Regions from separate parts of the Mus musculus genome. Here region 1 is linked to region 2. The links are chromatin contacts, called in public Micro-C maps. All regions are on one chromosome and are shown on one strand. The core of a region is the stretch at or near the end of the contact, and the rest is flanking DNA. Distances in the headings are between cores, read along the strand shown. Region 1 holds the start of Cpsf2 (cleavage and polyadenylation specific factor 2). Region 2 holds the start of Calm1 (calmodulin 1).

Region 1 (2,995 bases), core at 494-2,993, 1.8 Mb before region 2:
TTTGGGCTGGGGAACGTTGTGGTTTTGCCACTGCGTAAGAGCAAAGTTGGCACCACCCTCTTTTTATGTCCATGTCTCAGACCGATTTCAATGGTATTACCAACCATCAAGTTTCGCAGACTAAAAACCATTCACCCACTACCAGTAAACTGGCAGTCACAGGTGGAACCCTATGTAGGTGGCATTTGCTTCATTTCTTCAGGTGGTTCTTCTCCTGCCTCAGCGAAGGTTCTTGTTGCCTTACCTGAATGGCTGACACTGCATCTAGTTTTCTTATCTCAGGTTGGTCCTGCATAGCCTTATATGCCAGATCATCCTAAGACATAAATACCTCCTGCCCACTCCCTGCCAAGTGTGCACCAGCTTCCTGCTGACTAAATGCAAGACAAGCTCCAAGACCACTCACAAGCCGACCTAATCTGCACCTTCAGTCTGCACCAACCACTCTTCCAGTTTTTGATTTGTTAAAAATCTCCCCAACAGTGCTCAGCCTTCTCAAGTTTTTAATCCCTCTTCTGCACCCAGGAATAACTTTGTTCTCCCAGGCTTAGCAAATTCCTCTTGATCTGGCTCAGGTGCAAGCTTTTCATTGTCCCCAGGTAAAGCTTCATTACTTAGCACAAAGGAGGCAGGAGGAGTGTTTGCCAAGGGATGATGATTGTGTCCAAAAGCGATCATCTTTGCATCTCCCAAACCAAGCACAGTGCTCGAAGCAATAGAAATAAATGTGCTGAACGCACTGAACCCACCATATCGGGAATTCCCCCAGGGCAGTGACTTCGACTACCTCTGCTTCATCTCGAATATATACCAGATACTTGCTTTCTCAAGAATGATCGTTCACGCTGAGGTCAACTAATGAGAAATACGCAAAGACGGATCTGGACTAGTCCTGGGGCTCACAGTGGGAGAAGTCTCTCTTTAATCGTTCAGGTAAAGAAAGGCTTTGAAAGGGGCAAAGGAATCGTAAAATTAAAGGGTAGAAAAGTAGGCATAGATGATGCTTAAGTTCTCCTTGTCACAGGGGCCAGAGTACTGGGGCTGGATATGGCCTGACTTCTGGTTTCCTGAAAAGTACGTAAGCAAGGAAACTAGGAATGGGATCTTGGGAAACGTGGTGATTGTGGTAGCGCCGAGAGAAGTTAATTCTATCAAGGCGTGGCATGAGCCTCTCAAGGGTCTTTGGAATTAAGGAGCTACGAAGGCACCTGCTGGCCTCGTGTTCTCTGAGCCCAAGATGGGAAAGGCAGAGATGGGGAGGCTTGGGGAGTACGGCGGTACAAGGGGAAAGAGCCCAGGCTGGACGCGGATTAACTTTTAGCTCCAGCTGATGAAAGCTCAGAGGAACTAGACAGGAGGGAGGGCAAGGAGGAAGCATAGGCGCGCCCCAACACCCCGAGGTTTCAGCCCGGGGAAAAGTCACTTCTCTTCCCCCTTGCGGAACGCTTGTTCCAGGAACCACGGAGACTGTCACAACCGAAACCGCGGGAGCGCGTCCGGGCGACACCGGGCCGACGCGGGAACCCATCCCCTTGAGGGCCTCCTCCCAACCCGAAGGCTCCTTTCCGTCTCCCGTCCTCACCTGCCAGGCCAATCTCCCCCCGGCACCGTCCGCCGCCCTTCCCAACCCCTAGTGGAACGCAGGTCGGAGAGCGAGCAGAGCTAGCGCGCGCTCAGCGGCGGAGAGCAGCCGGCAGGAGCCCCTGTGTGGTGGCCGCCATCTTGGGCCTGAGCAGAGCGGCTGAGGCGGGGACGACCCGGGCGACACCATCTGTAGGGGTGGTGACGAACCGGGTCAGGGAAGAGGACAGCGCAAAAGCTCGCAAACCTTGTCAGCCTGGATCCACGTCTTATTCAAAACGTGTCGCGATCATTCACAGCTTAAGATGTACGGGATTCGCGCGTGAGAAGGGAGAGAGAAGCGCCGGTTTGCCGACGCCACCCCCTCTCATCAGGGCTGGCGCGGCGAGTGGCAGCTCCTTAGGTCACGGCTTCCGCCGGCGCCAGTGGCCTAGCTCCCTGCGGCTGTCCTTGGTCGCCTTGTCACCAGGCTGAAGGTGGGTCTGGGGACCCCGGCGCCACCCGTGGTGGTGATGCGGGCGGGAGGGTTCTGGGGAACGCTCGCATGGAGGGGAAACAGGGTCGCCTTCGGTGACCCCTGCGCGCTGCCCGCCCCACGCCTTTTACAAAGACTGCTCTGGGGACGATCTGATGGCCTGGCTCTCGGGGGACTCGGAAGGGTTCTCAAGGATCCGACTCTTGAGCCCACAATAGGGAATGCAGCTCCTATCCAGAAGCGGGGCGCGGTCGCCCAGGCGTCTGTCTCCTCGTCCAACTCTCCTGATTGTGAAACCCGCACGTAGCCATTTGCCTTTTAAAAACAAGGCTTTCTGCTTGGTTTCCAGTCCGTGTTATGATCTCAACGGTTTCGGTTTTGCTCCATCCATTCCATATCTTAGGTGACACTTTGTAATAATTATAAAGAACTGTGGGGTCCAGTCCAACACAAGGTATTATCTCTTAAAAAGTCTACATGTGCCTGCAGTGGTGGTGGCGCATGCCTTTAATCCCAGCACTTGGAAAGCAGAGGCAGGTGGATTTCTGAGTTCAAGGCCAGGCTGGTCTACAGAGTGAGTTCCAGGGCAGCCAGGGCTTTAAAGAGAACCCCTGTCTTGAAAAACAAAACAACAAAAAAAGTCTACATGTTTCCAGCATGAATCCAGATAGAAGACTCAGCAAAATAAGACTCACAGCAGTGTCTGTTATTCTTGAAAAGGGAAAGAAACTTTAATCCCAGCACTTGGAAAGCAGAGGCAGGTGGTATTTAAGGGAAATACCTTGTGTTAGAGAAAAATATTAAGAAATATGTGGGATGTGGGGTTAGTTGTTTTTTGTTTTTAAAAAGTCTCACACACACACACATGGAGAGAGAGAGAGAGAGAGAGAGAGAGAGAGAGAGAGAGAGAGAGAGAGGCTCTGCAAAGAAGAAAAGAGA
Region 2 (2,799 bases), core at 170-2,669:
CGCACACGGCCAACCACATATTCGCATCTGGCAATCCAGAGGCGGCAGAGAAAGCGGAAACGTACAGATGGGCATCTCCCTGCCGCCCAGGGAGCAGCGAGAGACAAGGGGCATGCCGGGCGAGGGGCCGCACTAGGGTGAAGACCCAAAGGGGCCCCAGGACCGTGGTGCTGCCTATCTCCAGCACCTCCCACCGCTCCTGCTCCCCCAGGCACTGAGCCTGCCGCCGCCTCCTCCCCAGCAGAAACTTTGCGTCTCTAATGGAAACCGAGGAGCGCGCCAACTCTCTCCTCCCCCGCCCTGCCGCCCCAATTAGCGCGAGCCGAGCACCTCCCGCGGGAAGGGGCCTCCCCGCGGACACGAGCGATCGCGCCCGTCTCGCGCGGCACCGGGAGGGGGACCGAGGTCGCACGGCCCAGCCACGCGCGCGGCCACCCTGCGGGGCCCCGCCCGGGCGCAGGGCGGCCGCTTCCGCCCTCTCCGCCCCCCAGCCTTCGCCTTCCTGCCCCCAACCCCACCCTTCCCCGGCTCCTTCCTTCCCAGCTCACGCCCGCGCCGCGCCCCCCGGGAGGAAGGAGGGGACCGCAAGCGAGGGGGGACTCCCGACTGGGCTGGTCAGGGGGTCTGAAGGTGGCTGAGGACACCCCGAGGCCGCGGTCCAAGCCCTGTACGTCTCCCGGCTCGCCGCGACCCATTCATTCTCCGCGGTCGGGGACTGACTACCGGGACGTCGCGGCCTGCCCCGCCCGGCTCCCCCGCCCCGCTGGCCCCGGCCGAGGCGCTGCGCTGCAGGCAGCCCGGGTGCGGCGCGTTGGATGCAGTGGGTGCGGGGCTGGCGGAGGGGGTGGATGCGGAAGGCCCCGGTGCAGCTGTGGCAGCGGCTCCAGCCCGCGCACAGCCCACTGTAGAGTCCAGCCCCAGAGGCGCCCAAAACTCAGAGGAGGTTCTCTGGCAGCCAGAGCGGAGATGCAAACCCGAAAATACATCCCCTTTCACTGCAGCTGCTGCGTAACACCTGGCAAAATGGGGTAGGGGGTAACCTCAACCAGGAAAAGGGGGAGACCCCAAGACTCAACTACAAATCTGTTCAGAAAGCTCGGGCAGCTGCTACGTCTGCCACTGCCGATCCCAACCTACCATGGTGCGAGCGAAGGAAGGAAGAACGGAGCAGGCGAGGGTGGCTGCACCAGCGCAGGGGCTGTGACCGCCGAGGTGCCTCCGCTTCTGCTGCTGCTAACGCGCTACCTGCGTTGTGCGCTGAGCCTCAGCCGCCGCCCGACTTCGAGTAACGGCACCACGGACACGAGACTCCCAGCACCACTGCCGTAGCGCGAGCCTGTGTGCCGCGATATATATACGGTGCGCGGTATCCCTCCGCCGCGGCAGTACCGCCTCGCGCAGGGCGGCGCTGCGGCAGCCGGACCTCACCGCAAGGCTCCGCCCCCCAGGCGCGCCCGGCGCGGCGGGCCCATTACGCGGGCAGGGGTCACTGGGGAGTCGGAGACCTGAGCGAGGGTGCTGGTCTGTTGCTGCAAGAGTCCTCTAGAGCTGGAATGCCTGCGTAGCGAAATCTGGGGGGCCGTCCCGGGCTTCCAGGCGCGTGTCCGTCACTCAGCCCCACTTCACCTGTGTGTCCCCCCTCCCACCACTCCTGGTGGCTTCGAGGTTGCAGAGCCACCAATCCTGGGTCCCCCACAGGGGAGGACCTGGAGGAGATCTAGGGGCTGAGGACAGCCGCGGGGAGGCGGAATCCAACCTTAGCTGTAGAGGCGAGAGGACTGTGTTGAGGACACGGTGGTTGGCCTTGGGGAAGAAATTGGTCAGATAATGTTACTTTTCTCATTTTGGAGAACTGTCCGAGGCACAGTTAGAAGCTCAGTTGCTAGGTCTGTGTGGTGTTGACACGCTCAACCAGTCTAGTTTTCGTGTTTTTACATACCTACTAAAATTTTAAAGATGCTTGAAGAGTTGTCCCTTGCTAGGTTTGTTCCTTATTTCCTGTGGCAAATTCTATTAGGCCTGCTTCCAAAATTAACGTAGTGAGCGGCTTATGTCGCCCTCAGAGCCCACGCTTTTGAGTTTTTCCTAATTGTCCTGGTCCTGGAAATTCATAAATTGATATATACAAAGAAGGGGAAAGATACACAGGATCACTCTGATTACAGCTGGAACTTGTGCAGCCAATTGATTCTAGTAGGGTGCTCCACTATCTTAATTACAATCTTAATTATAGTCCTTAAATAATGTTTTAACCTTTAAATTTACTATTCTTTGTTCTTCTGTAAACTAGGGTGGGGGTGGGGACAGGGACGACCAAAAACTGTTTCAGGTCTTAGTTTGGAGCCTGGAACTTAAAAGAAGAAGAAGAAAATCTTAACAAAATGCTGCAGTTTCGTTTCTTGCCAAGACAAAGCGCAGAATTTGATCTTTTGTTTGCAAGGCCAGGACAAGCTGCAGGTTGTTTCTTCTTTCAGAAATTGTGGCAAAATGTGTGATTAGCATGCTCCTCTCTGGAAAGACTAGTTACCTTTCTTTTCTGGCTTTGTCAAAGTTTGCAGATAGGTGTTTTAAAAGATTCAAAAATGTCCCTGAACATTGCAAACGCCAGAGGACTTCTTAGGATCACCTCAGACAGTATGTCAGCAGCTGTGGGACTGCGCTTCAATTTGTTCTTCCTAGAATGCTACAGAAAGGGTTAACCTGCTGTTTAAGGAGAAGCTGTAGCAGGCAGCCCCCCCCCCCCAAGGGTACTGCTGGCCCTCTTGCAAATGGTTTAAAAACCATTCACAGTCAGACACA

The links. A called contact is a pair of places that touch in the nucleus more often than the background predicts.
Region 1: a Micro-C map of the G1E-ER4 cell line shows a contact between it and region 2. The contact joins the promoter of Cpsf2 here to the promoter of Calm1 in region 2. A contact is called at or near these places in 2 of 484 Hi-C or Micro-C datasets (the G1E-ER4 cell line and regulatory T cells) and 1 of 9 other capture datasets (liver).

The regions. Positions count from the first base shown.
Region 1 is chr12:101,974,722-101,977,716 of GRCm38.p6, reverse strand. Cpsf2 (cleavage and polyadenylation specific factor 2) reads right to left here and starts at 1,743. Exons shown (of 15, transcript NM_016856.3): 1 at 1,583-1,743. It overlaps Ndufb1 (NADH:ubiquinone oxidoreductase subunit B1), which reads left to right and starts at 1,979. Exons shown (of 3, transcript NM_001378525.1): 1 at 1,979-2,057.
Region 2 is chr12:100,198,055-100,200,853 of GRCm38.p6, reverse strand. Calm1 (calmodulin 1) reads right to left here and starts at 1,419. Exons shown (of 6, transcript NM_009790.5): 1 at 1,138-1,419. The coding sequence starts at 1,140.